Regions from separate parts of the Sus scrofa genome. Here region 1 is linked to region 2. A link is a contact called in public HiChIP or PLAC-seq data. All regions are on one chromosome and are shown on one strand. The core of a region is the stretch at or near the end of the contact, and the rest is flanking DNA. Distances in the headings are between cores, read along the strand shown.

What was found. HiChIP or PLAC-seq counts read pairs in DNA pulled down with a chosen protein or histone mark.
Region 1: a contact with region 2 is called in an H3K27ac HiChIP or PLAC-seq map of skeletal muscle, with 6 times the contacts expected there. The contact joins two enhancer-like sites. A contact is called at or near these places in 8 of 47 Hi-C or Micro-C datasets (heart right ventricle, liver, mesenteric adipose tissue and 3 more) and 1 of 2 datasets of contacts at active chromatin or transcription factors (skeletal muscle).

Annotation. Positions count from the first base shown.
Region 1 is chr1:95,252,802-95,259,196 of Sscrofa11.1, forward strand. All of the region lies in intron 3 of SLC14A2 (urea transporter 2), which reads left to right. Among named protein-coding and RNA genes, the nearest start is that of SLC14A1, 99 kb to the right of the region's middle. Within about 2 kb of position 1,675, at least 19 of the 83 cell types and tissues checked have an H3K27ac peak or open chromatin away from gene starts, as enhancers often do. A contact at or near this core is called in skeletal muscle, where this site is marked.
Region 2 is chr1:94,965,172-94,971,132 of Sscrofa11.1, forward strand. The region is part of intron 2 of SLC14A2 (urea transporter 2); the gene reads left to right. Among named protein-coding and RNA genes, the nearest start is that of SLC14A2, 130 kb to the left of the region's middle. Within about 2 kb of position 2,635, at least 4 of the 83 cell types and tissues checked have an H3K27ac peak or open chromatin away from gene starts, as enhancers often do. A contact at or near this core is called in skeletal muscle, where this site is marked.

The DNA.
Region 1 (6,395 bases), core at 425-2,924, 290 kb after region 2:
CAGCCTACTTCTCCCCACATCATGGCATCTTTTGAGGAAGCAAATGCTTCATGAAATGTGAAATACTATGTGCATGAAGTTTTACAGCAGTGCAGAATTTGTCACGTTCACAGAGTGTGCCTGTGTATACTTGTGTGTGAGTGAGTATAAGTGTGTATTTGTGTGTATGTGTGCACGAGATATATGTGAGAGTGTGTGGGTGTATGTGCATGTACATGAGTGCATGTGCAGAGTATCCTGTGAGTGTATGAGTGTGTATGTGTGAATGCGTGAGTGTGTGTGTGTGTGCACATGACTGCATGTGTGGATGAGAGTGTGCATGTAGGGTGTGTGTAGGTGTGTGGCTGTTACACTGTGAAACAGATACCAACCCCCACAGGTCAAAGGCAAGGTCAGAACACCTGTGGGTGATCAGGAAGTCACCATGGTAACAATGGGGGTGGGTTGGGGACAGGATCCAGGTGGACAATGGAGAACAACACACTTGAAGAGAATCAAGCCTGAGGAGGCCTCCTGCACAGGAAAAGGACAAGTGCTGTGGACGGAGAAGCTAGAAATCAGCTCAGGCACAGGGGCCCAGCCCAGAGGCAGAACCACAGCAGAGCGAGGACAGTTGCCACTTTTGAGGCTGCTTAACTTTTCCCTCAAGTAGCCCCAACTGACCCACACATTGTCCCCAGGTGGTTTGAAGACACACCTGAAGCAGCCACCTACAGACTCAAAATGTTTGAAAATAAGAAAGTGTGCACTCTACTTTGTAATATGCCATATTTGCTTAAATATACAACTATTTCCCTCCAAAAACATTTCACCCCCAGAGCAGCGAGCTCCCCTGTGCCACCTGAGCCCCACGGGTCATGCCTGGAGGTGGCAAGACAGGTGCAGAGCACCTCAGAAGCTTTTGGGGCCATGGCATGACCAAGCAGTGTTTGAAGATGACTCATCCATCACCAGTGGTGACATGGAGAGGACTAGGGGGCCGGCCTGGACAGGGGAGGGCCTGGCCCAGTGGCAGAGAGCAGACTAATGTAGGTTGGGGCCCTCAAGCAGAAGTATGGTGGCCCAGTAATGGCTGCTGTTGGGATGGTGAGACAGGGGCCAGTACCCAGCCTGGGGAAGGGTCAGACCACTTGAGAAGTGTCCGCCGAGAAGGGCGTGGGCACCCCTCTGAATATCCTTCCAAACACAGGTGAAAATCTGAGGAAGCATTGTTGTGCTGTGGCATAGGCCAGCAGCTACAGCTCTAATTCTACTCCTGGCCTGGGAACCTCCATATGCCTCAGGTGCGGCCCTAAAAAAGCGAAGGAAAAAAGAAAGAAGAAAGAAAGAAAGAAAGAAAGAAAGAAAGAAAGAAAGAAAGAAAGAAAGAAAGAAAGAAAGAAAGAAAGAGAAAGAAAGAAAGAAAGAAAGAAAAAGAAAGAAGGAAAGAAAGAAAGTCTAAGGGAGAGATCAAAGGTCCAGCCTCTTACTCTCATCCCACATAGGCTCCTGAGCCTTTCAGCTGAGGGCCCTGGTTAGATTCCCAGCCCTGGTCCTGCAGGAGAGCCAGCAAGATAGGCACCAACTGTGCAACCCCAGAGTCTGTGCATGGCTCAGAGGACCCATGCTGCCCCAGTCCCTCCCAGCTTGACCCTCTGGCCCCAGTGAGTCAGGCTCTGCTCAGCCCACATTAGACTCACTGGGCTGGAGCTGCCAAGAAAAGCTCTGAGCCACCCCTAACAAGAGGCAGCTCTCAGCCAGCCTCTTACACAACTGGCCCTGAGAAAGGCACCTCTCACCTTGGCCCAATGGCTGGCCAGGCCCCTTCCTCTTTTCCCCTGCCTATCTGTCTAGTGACCAAGACTCTCTCTCAGCCTTATCCCTCCCTGACCTCCGTGGGGATCCAGCCCACAGGCCTATTCTGTCCCTATTCCAGCATCCACTCAGCCATGCGCAGCTGATTTCAACCTTTCAGCAGCTGGCCACGCGGTTCAGAGATCAGCAGAGCCCCTGGTGCAGGGACTCAGCCAGCTCAGCGAGGTCCTTTCAGAGCAAGGTCCCTGCCTTTTATTCTGCTGTCTCTGTGATCCAGTGGCAAGATGGCAGAGAGTCTGGAGATCTTGTCTGGTGAGCCAAGTCGAGGGATGCTCAAGAGGTCCAGCGTAGAGAAAGGAAGGCTTAGAGTTAATCTCTGCAGTGTTCTCATGTGTGATGGGGGGGGTGTGTCCTGTGCCAACAGGATGACAGAACTGGAACCAGTGATGGGTAAAACCCAGAGGCTTGATGTCAGCTCTCCGGACCCAAGGGTTTCCAGTAATCAGAGCTGTTCACAGTGAGAACAGCCTGCCTCATGGGGTCATGGGACTGCAGCCAACAGTCGGAGGCACTACAAAATGTTTGAGAGAGGCAAAGGATATCCCTTTCAATCTTGAGACTGTAGAGACTTATGGAAATTCTCCTTTCCCATAATCACAAATTCCCATAATTGCAAAGCCTTGGGCAAAATGTATCAATGCAACACAAATTTTGGAAAACTTAATCATGTTTCCTTCTCCAGAACTTCAGCAACCTCCTAACTCAGGTGGGTGCAAGATGACATACATGAGACTACTTTAGATTCAGCCCCAGGACAAGGTCTCCTTCAGACTTAAACCCGACAGGCCACAGGGAGGGACAGCTACATACTGATGCACACCAAAAACTCCAGAAACCCCTTAATTTCAGGCCCTTTCCTCTCAAATGTGCAAGCGTGTGCCAGGGAGGGTGCAGCCTCTCCCCACTGGGCATGTTCTTGCATGGGTGCCAGAAACAGACAGCCTTTTAGAGAAAAGAGCCAGAAGGAGAATTTCAAAATGAGAGCAATACAGTGGGAGCCATCTTTGCTAATGTTGGGAGAACTAGGGTCCAAATTTACCACCGAGAACTCTTCACAGTATGGCTTCTGACACACAGCTTCACTTTGTCTTGCCAGCTGACCCCTACTCCAGCAGGTCTACCCCTGGGATCTTCTGGCACAAACCAGGTGTGTATTTTTTGCAGGCGTTTCCTTGGCCTGGCGTCTTCGCCTCCCACTTGCCTGCTCAGCCAAGTCCTGGTGTGAAAGCCTGGGCAGGTCTCCCCAGGGGCCTGGGAGGTTGGGGAACTGCCCTGAACGCTTACAGCAGCCCCAGCGGCCCTGCCCCCACCCCACTTTCCCTCCACTCTGAGTCTGCTGACGGTAGCCTGGCAGTTGTGGTCCCCCTGGGGAAGCCTAAGGGCACACAGTAGGGATCCAACAAAGAGCTTCTTACAAAGAGGAGGGAAGGGCTCGGTGTGGTGCCTTTGGGCAGGCCCCTTCTGGGAACACGAGGCCAGGCTTTTTGGAGAGATGTGAGGCTGATCCAAACAGCCCTTTCTGTCCATATTTCTGAGGGAGAAGAGGAGGTACAGGCAGCCAAGGAGAGCGTTCTCACGCCAAGCGGATAATTATGTGTTCTTGGAAGCAGGTTTAATGGACTGGCTCAGAGCTGAGCCGGGGATAGGCTCTGAGGCTGGCCGCCTTCAGACGGGGACGTGGCCCGGGCAGCAATTTCATCGTCCAGTTTTAACAAGTGGCCGCCGCCTTATGGAAACTTTTGAAAGGCTTTCTGTTTCTGACCCGCCAGCTTGCACGTCATCTGGTTGTTTTAGCCATTTTTCCCTTCAATTGGGGAGCACACAAATAGAGGAAACTAAAAATCACTGAGGGCCTACTGTGTGCCAAGAACCAAGCAGCAATTTCATTGTCCCAAGAACCCATTAGAAGGGGAGGAACAGAGGCCCACGCAGCACCTCGTGGCAGGGAAAAGAGTGAGGCTGGGCATCTCAGCTTCCACAGCCTGTGCTCTTTCCAAACGGTGACCTTCTCTTTACAAGGCCATTTTTGCTGCATGTCTCGCCCCTACCCCAAAGCCAAAATTCCCCCGTTTGAACAGGATAAACATTCCCATGGCAAAGGAACGCTGTGTTCCCCAGAGGAGAGGCAATCACGTTGTTCCTGCCGAGGTTATGTGGGCTTATGAAATAGAATACTGGGCTGAGGGCCTGAACCCAGGCTGGAGGGCGCCCCCCTACCCCAGCCCTGCCTCCCCCACAGCTGCGCCCTGCAATGCAATTGGAGTAACCGGGTCTAATTTTGACTCTGCTGTAAGCTGCTGCTTTCCCTGGGTCTCTGCTCCCTATACCCATCACAAGGCAGCGAGCTTGCTTCCAGAAGTGTAAAACGGAATTCCCCATCATGGTATAGTGGGTTAAGAATCCGACTGCAGCGGCTCAGATCGCTGCAGAGGTGCAGGTTCGATCCACGGCCCTGTGCAGTGGGTTAAACGATCTGGTGTTGCCACAGCTGTGGCATAGGTCACAGCCGTGGCTCAGATTCAGTCTCTGGCCTGGGAACTTCCGTAAGTTATGTGGCCATAAAACCAAAAAGAAAAAAAAAGTGTAGAGAGATACATCCATGTGAGCAATAATTTGCTTTGCATTCCTGGGCTTTGATTTCTCCATCTGTAATTGAGAATATTGTCTGTGTACCAGAGGGACTCAAAGGAAGAGAAGAAAGGGCCTTTTTGGAGAGACTCTGGAGAGTACTTTCCTTGTGCCATAGTTCATTCTTTCCATAATTATTAAACATATATTGAGAGTTTATAATGTGTCAGGTTTCTGCTGAACACTGAAAACAGAAATCTACAAGGTTAACAGCCCCTTTGGCTCATCATGTATACACACTTTCTTCATCAAAAAAGTAATTTAGGAGTTCCCTTTGTGGATCAGTGATAATGAACCCGACTAGTATACATGAGGATGTGGGTACGATCCCTGGCCTCACTCAGTGGGTTAAGGATCCAGCGTTGCTTTGAGCTGTGGTATAGGCTGGCAGCTGCAGCTCCAATTCGACCCCTAGCCTGGGAATTTCCATGTGCCACAGGTGGGGCCCTAAAAAGAAAAAAAAATTAAATGTTTGAAGTCTCTAGTTAGAGAATAATTCCTACTCCTATATACTTGAGCCATATCACTACGATTTCTATCATATTTCCTTGATTATATGATATACCTCCTCATATTTTAACATTTCTTAAATGAGAGTGAATCTTGCAGGTTTGGGAGGGTTGGTTTTTATATTTGTTTTTTTGGCTGCTCCTGCCGCATAAGGAAATTTCCAGGCCAGGGACTGAACCTATACCACAGCAGTGACTTGAGCTGCTGCAGGGACAATGCTGGATCCTTAACCCATTGTGCCACAGGGGGACTTCCAGCATCTTGCAGTTTTAATTGGCAGCATTTTCTTCTTTCTTGGTGATACACAATACAGTGATAATAACATCTTATAGTCTTTAACATCTTAGATTCCATTAAATATATTTGGGGGACATTTTTATTTTTCAACTGAATTTTTAAAGGAATTCACAACCCCTGAAATTTTTGTGTGTGTGCTTTTTTTTGGGTGGGGGGGCTCGCACCCGCAGCATATGGAGGTTCCCAAGCTAGGGGTCGAATCAGAGCTACAGCTGCTGGCCTACACCACACCCACAGCCATGGCAACTCAGGATCCAAGCAGCATCTTTGATCTACCCCACAGCTCACCACAATGCCAGATCCTTAACCCACTGAGCAAGGCCAGGGATCGAACCCACAACCTCATGGTTCCTAGTCGGATTCGTTTCCACTGTGCACGACGGGAACTCCCACAACCCCTGAATTTAATACAAGGTCTTTTCAGAACATTTCTAATTCATCCAGGTGTGAGGTGTCAGGCACATCCTGTGTCTGAGATACCGCATTGCCTCTCACTTTTCACTTGAGGGAATCCTTCCGACAGTCCAGGGTGCTATATCGCCTTTTGGCCACCAGAGGGAGCGAGTGCACTGGGAAGGGATAGGATCTCAGGCTGGCCTGCTTTCCTCGCTTCCTAAACCTTTCCAGGGTGCCCCCTCCAGGTCATATGAAACTCCACGTTCGGAGTCAGTATAGGGAAAGGCCCTCTTCCAGGGCCTTGGCAGCACCAGAAAGAGGAGTTGGTTGATGCTTGCAGACCCACGCTAAAAATTAACCAGGGTTTAAATGAGCCCTTCCTGGGAATGAAGGCAGATACAATAAAGCTCTGCCTCAAAAGTACAGGCTGGTGGGCTGACCCCCACCTTCTTAAATGATTCAGGACCCCTGAGACCCACGTGATTTGTAAACTTCTCTCACTCTGGTTGCTTATAGACTTTCATCCTTCCTTCCTCCTTTTCTTCCTTCCCTCCTCCTCCTTCATTTAACTGGTTATTTATTGAAAACCTGCTATGTGCCAGGCTCTGTGCTGCGAGTTGAGGATACAGCAGTAAAAGGAAGAATACTTAGTCCCACAAGACCATGTGACAGGAGACCATGGTCAAGAGGAGGTAGGGAAGTCTTCTCTG
Region 2 (5,961 bases), core at 1,385-3,884:
TGCAGATCTGGCTTGGAACCCTGGTTTCCTGACCCCCAGTCCAGTGCTTTTTCTGCTATATCAGAGAATCTAAGGCCCGAGGAATTAGAAGTATCTTAAAAGTCATCCAACATAATTTGTTATTCCCACTGCTTGAACTGATGAACAGAAGACCACACAGACTTTCTAATAAGTGTTCTGAAACACAAAATTAGATAACAGAGATGAATGTCAAGTGGAGATGATTTTCTTTAGGTTTTGTTTACCGTAAATACAAAACAAATAAGTAAAAATACCACCTGGCTGCATTTTAATGCAGAGTGGTCTTGAGGTGTGTAATTCAGAACTTGTGGACATTGCAAGACAGTTTTTACAGGGTAAACAAATTATGATGGGAACCAAGCTGTGATTTTGCTGCATAAATTCTCTATATAGTCCTTAATGTTTTCTAACTAATGCAAACACTGTGAAACTGTTGGAACAAGAACCTCAGTGAAATGATTATTAACAGAACTGCACACACACACACACAAAATCAAAAACAGAAAAAAACAGATTTTGTCTACTCAACTTCCCAGTGATTTCTCCCTATTCCTTGTGTCAGGCTTCTCCCCAGAAGCCACTTCTTGTGTAAAATACCATATTTTAGAGGGTTTCTTTCAGCTAGATATCATATCCCCCCCTTAAAGTATTTGCCCATAAAGATGTAATAAGTTTGGGGAGGGCAACTGGAACAGGAGAGGTGTCTTAGTCATTTGGGCTGCTATTACAAAATGCCACAGACCAGGTGGCTTATATACAACAGAAATTTATTTCTCATAATTCTGTAGGCTGGGAATTTCAAGATCAAGGTGCTGGCAGAGTCAGTGTCTGGTGAGAATCTGCTTGATGGTTCATAATGGCTGTCTTTTCCCTGTATCTTCACATGGCAGAAGGAGCTCTCTGAGGTATTTTTTATAAGAACACTAATCCCATTCGTGAGGGGTCCACCCTCACAACCCAGTCATCTCCCAGAAACTCCAGCTGCTAATACCATCACTTTGGGAAGTAGATTTCAACACAATAATTTGTGGGAGACACAAACATTCAGTTCATAGCTAGAAAGGAATGGAGATTCCAAAAGCACAAAATCCTAAATCTGATCATATTTTTCTCTTTCCTTCTGATTGTTTTTACTTCCATTTTGACTCTTCCAAATTCTGCTCTGTATTGGATTGAGCTCTAAAAAATTGTCATATTGTAGATTAAAAAAATTCAAATATCAGCCATTACTGAGATTCAACTGAATGTCATTGAGTCAATGCGTTCTGGGGATTGAGGATGCTCCCACAGCATCTGGGCACTTCCTTCTTTAGAGTGCTGTTGCGATGCAGCCACCCAAATAAATGAAGGTTCTCATCTCAATGGACAAGTGTGTAGCCTGGCTCCCTCCTCCTACTGCCCAAAACGTCACAATTTCTTGGGCTCTTGGACTAATAGATATTGGGAAGTAAAAGGTTTTTCTTTCTCTTCCCATTGTTGTTCTTAAAGATGTTTGTTGAACTACACTTAGCACTCGATTTAAAATGTGTGTCCTGCATCTATTAACCCCAAGCTACCACTGGGAACTATGTCTAGTCACTTATGATGGAGCATGATAATGTGAGAAAAAAGAATGTATACATGTATGTGTAACTGGGTCACCATGCAGAAAATTGATAGAACACTATAAACCAGCTATAATGGAAAAAAAATAAAAATCATTATATATACATATATAAAAATGTGTGCATTAGACATTTCAAGTTTAATGGTAGTGGGGAGCAGGGAAAAAGATAAAATGTGAGAGATACTATAATTTGAAAACACAAAATAGTAATGTGCTTAGTGAGAATAGTGGGGTAAATGCTCTTCACTCAAATGGGAGTGAGCTCTTTGGAGACAGATATTGAACTTTTGATACCCTCCACCACTATGAACATAATAGATGTTCAAAAAGTATCCATAAAATCAAAGTAAAACATTTTTTAAGGATCCTCAGTAGTGAAGCCAATATGGTGGATGTTGGATGTTCCTTCTCCAGGCAGTTTTCAAACCATTCCATGAAGTCAGCCACTGATTCCCTGTCCTCCTCGCAAGACCAGATTTTTTCCAAGCTTTTTCAATCTTTTTACTCTTCTCTGCACCCAGGCAATGTCTGGCAATTATTTTTAAGGAAGATTCACATCTCTAAGTCCTCCTTTTTTCCTCCCTTAAGGAGTCTAAAAGCAAAGAAAAAGAAATCAGGAAAGTTGAAATGAACAGCTAACATCAAAAAAGAAAAAGATAAAGAAAAAGAAAGAAAAGAAATGGAACAAAAGGAAGAAGTCAGGAAAGTTGGAGCCTTTTGAACTCCATGTTGGCCTTACCCCATCAGTTACCCTCTCCCAGCTTTTGCAGGACAGAGCCCAGCTTCCCCCTCCCTATCCCATGTGTTACCCTATCCCAAGAAACTCCAGCAAATCTTGGAACAAGATGGGGAGCAAATAAAATTCCCTGTCTGGACTGAGAATAGAATGCAATTAGCCAGGGAAGGTTGTGAAATTTGTTTTTAAATGCTACAAATATTTTATCTCCTGACCTGTACCTCCATGACATTCCCTTTCCAGCCACCCCGCCCCCTTCCCGAGACCTCTCCCTACCAGGTCTTTGCAAAGTAAAGCATGACCTTTAGATTGAGATATGCTCTGTTGCAAGACATTGGAATAGGTTTCAACACGTAATTTGAGATCTATTTACTAAACTGTTTGGCACATACAGCACATTGTGGGGGAATTGTTGGCGGGCCCCGCAGTGTGTTTTTCACTCTTCCCTGATGCATTACCAGACAGAAGGTCATCTCAGTCTAGCAGAGAAGGGTGCTGCACAGGGCTCATTACCTCGCAGCAAGGCAGCCAGATGAGGCTGTGGGATGTTTTCTCTTCATCATTCAAGCTTGAAAGGAAACTGTCAGCCTCCACTTGCTCTTAAAGCAATGAAAATTTAGGTGACAGCCCTCTCATTAGCTCAGTGGAAATGAAGGTTTCTAGGCAAAAACTTCCCTTCATTGAGGACTACTAACCAACTCTACCTCAGGGGTCATTCAAGAAGCCACGACTCGGGGATGGGTGCCAGCTTCTGGTGACAGGGTGGTAACAATAAAATGACACATGCTTCACTGGTAAAACTAGAAATGTTCATGATACATAGCTTCTGAGATGGGGAAAAATGGGTAGATTTTAGATAAATCCAGGCTTTCCATGGCTTACCTTTCCTGGGAAATGGGTACATGTCTAGATTTTCTTCTTTTGACATAGGCATTCACATTGTCAGAAAACAAAAATATTATTACACTGGCAAATACTCTCACTAAGAGAAACTCAAGCAAAAGTGCCAACTGTAAATCTTATTCCCTAGGCTTACCATTAGGCAGAATTTCTAATCTAAGAGGATTTGATTAATGTTTGATGAACCACTTGGATAATGCACAGAATTAAGGGAGCCCTAATAACTGCTTACATTTGTATAGCCCTATATTCTAGGACATCCATATGCATTATTTTCTCATTTGATCATTTAACAGCCATACATATTTAATGGTCTAAGTGGGTATTTTTAGTCTTTGTTGTTGTTGTTTTTATTTAATAAAATCTTAGGAATTTTAGAACAGAATCTTGGAAGTAAAAGTGACTTCAGCTCTAATTTTCATCAGTTTATGGTAACCAGGGATGCATATTAATCTTCAGGGGAACTGTTTTTAAAGCCTGTGTGTGCATGTGCTCCTCTCTCAACTCCCCAACTTCTTGCTGTACATATCTTCCTAATCCACACATCCTGAGTCTGAATGGGTAAATGGCAGTGAGATCCCAGACATATGTATTTCCTAGATCACACTTGGAAGCACACCTCGGTTTCCATTGCTGCTCTAGACCAGCCCCTCCGTTGTCTTGTGGGGAAGCTGAGGATTAAAGCAGTGATGTGATTGACCTTGAGGCACACGCAGTGGCAGTCTACATTCCAACCTGGCCTCGATACTTAGTTGGGTGACCTTTCATTCACACTTTTCTACATCTTTCCAAATTAGGAGGGGACTGCCAAGATGGTGCTATTTATTTTAAACATGTTTTGCTTCTTGCTAGCCAGAAAGAAAAGTGATCAGAAATGTACTATCTGAAATGTGTCTGATATGGGTAAATTTCCCAGAACCACAATTTTCTCTTAGAGGCATTTCCACCTGAATGCATGATCTTCACAGGTTTTATTTTACTCCTCATTTCTGAGATTTGGCTCTGATCTCATGAATAGTAATGACCCTCTTCCTCTTGGTGGCACTTCATTTTAATCCTCAGTAATTTTCCCATCCCACAGGACCATTCCCCTGAATTTGGGGATCATATCATCAATAACCTAAATATATGGGAAAGCAATGATGAAGAAGAGAAAGCACTTTAGGCAGCAAAGGAGTTATACCAGGAGAGAAGAACAAAAGTGTTTTCCTCCTCAATTTTCTGCCCTTCTGCCAAACTTCTCCCTAGTGATTTCGCCGGTGCCATTGCACTCCTGGACAAAAAGGGCTCATTGTTATTTCTCAGATCATGGCGCTCAGTTCCATTTATTAGTGAGCAAAGTTATTACATAAAAGTGTAGAGCTCTAGTGTTGGTGCTCTCTGAACACAAGTACTAAGAAATGAGGGCAGACTTTTCTTCCAAGCATTCCTCTTTAGTGTTGCATGCTGAATAAGCAAACTTCCTACCCTCAATTACTGTCTAGGGCATAGGAAGCCTCTTTAGGAAATTCCTGATGCATGGAGGGTTCTTCAGGCATGGAGGGTTACCACACAGACCCACTCTCAATAAAAGATGCTCTGTCCAAAATGTCTCTGATTCAAGTTAATGTCCTATCTGAAATTAGTTTTCTACTATGGTGGTTCCATCTACTTGATTGCAGCTGTATGTAATTAATGTATTTCTTTACCTCGAAGAATGTACATTTGCAGTTCTTTTTCCAGTAATAAGGATCTCCAAACCAATAACCCCTAAACTTTGTTTTTTTTTTAATTGTGATAAAATATGCACAGTGTAAAGTTTACCATCTTAACCATTTTTAGGTGTACAATTTAGGGGCATTAAGTATATTCAGTGTCACCAACCATCACCACTATCTGTGTCCAGAACTTTTTCATCAACCCAAACAGACACTCTGTGCTCAAAAAATAATAGCCTCCCATTCCCTCTCTCAGAATCTTTACTTTCTGTCTTTATGAATTTCCCTATTCTAGGTGCCTCCTATAAGTGAAATTATATATTTGTCTCTTTGTATCATGCTTATTTCATTTATCATGTTTGCAAGGTTCATCCACACTGAAGCATATGTCAAATTTTCATTCCTTTTGAAGGATGCCTAATACTCTGTTGAACCTATATAACCATGTGGGTATCCGTTCATCAGTGGGCACTTTTGTCATGACATTGGTTGGATCTACTGCATATTTACCTAACTAAGCTGTGGGGGTAGGGATGAGGGAAGAAAATAATAAGGTTTAGTGAGTTCTTAGGAAACCTTTGAATGAGGTTTCTTAAACTATAGAAATATTATGGTATCTACATTTTTATGAACTAAAAAATGGACATGTTTTGACAAATATCATGTTTGCACAGAGATAACTGAAGAGAATTTTCAAATCAGACTGCCCAGAAAATTAAGCGGGTATGGTCACCATAGCTCCTGTAACAACTGGAAAAACAAAGCAAAAGCAAAAAAAAATGTCTCCATAAGAATTTCCCCTCTACTGAAGTAGAGATTCTAGCACTTTCTCTTCCCTGGCCTCATGAGTTTGGCATCTTCTGTGAAAATGAGTGACTTCTCTTCCTGAAGGTACATGTGTCTGCACAACAAGAGGGGACGATGACCTGGAAACTCCAGGAAGAATGTCTTAGAAACTGCCTGTGGCCCAAGGAAGATGTCTGGGTCATCTCTCAGCCTCT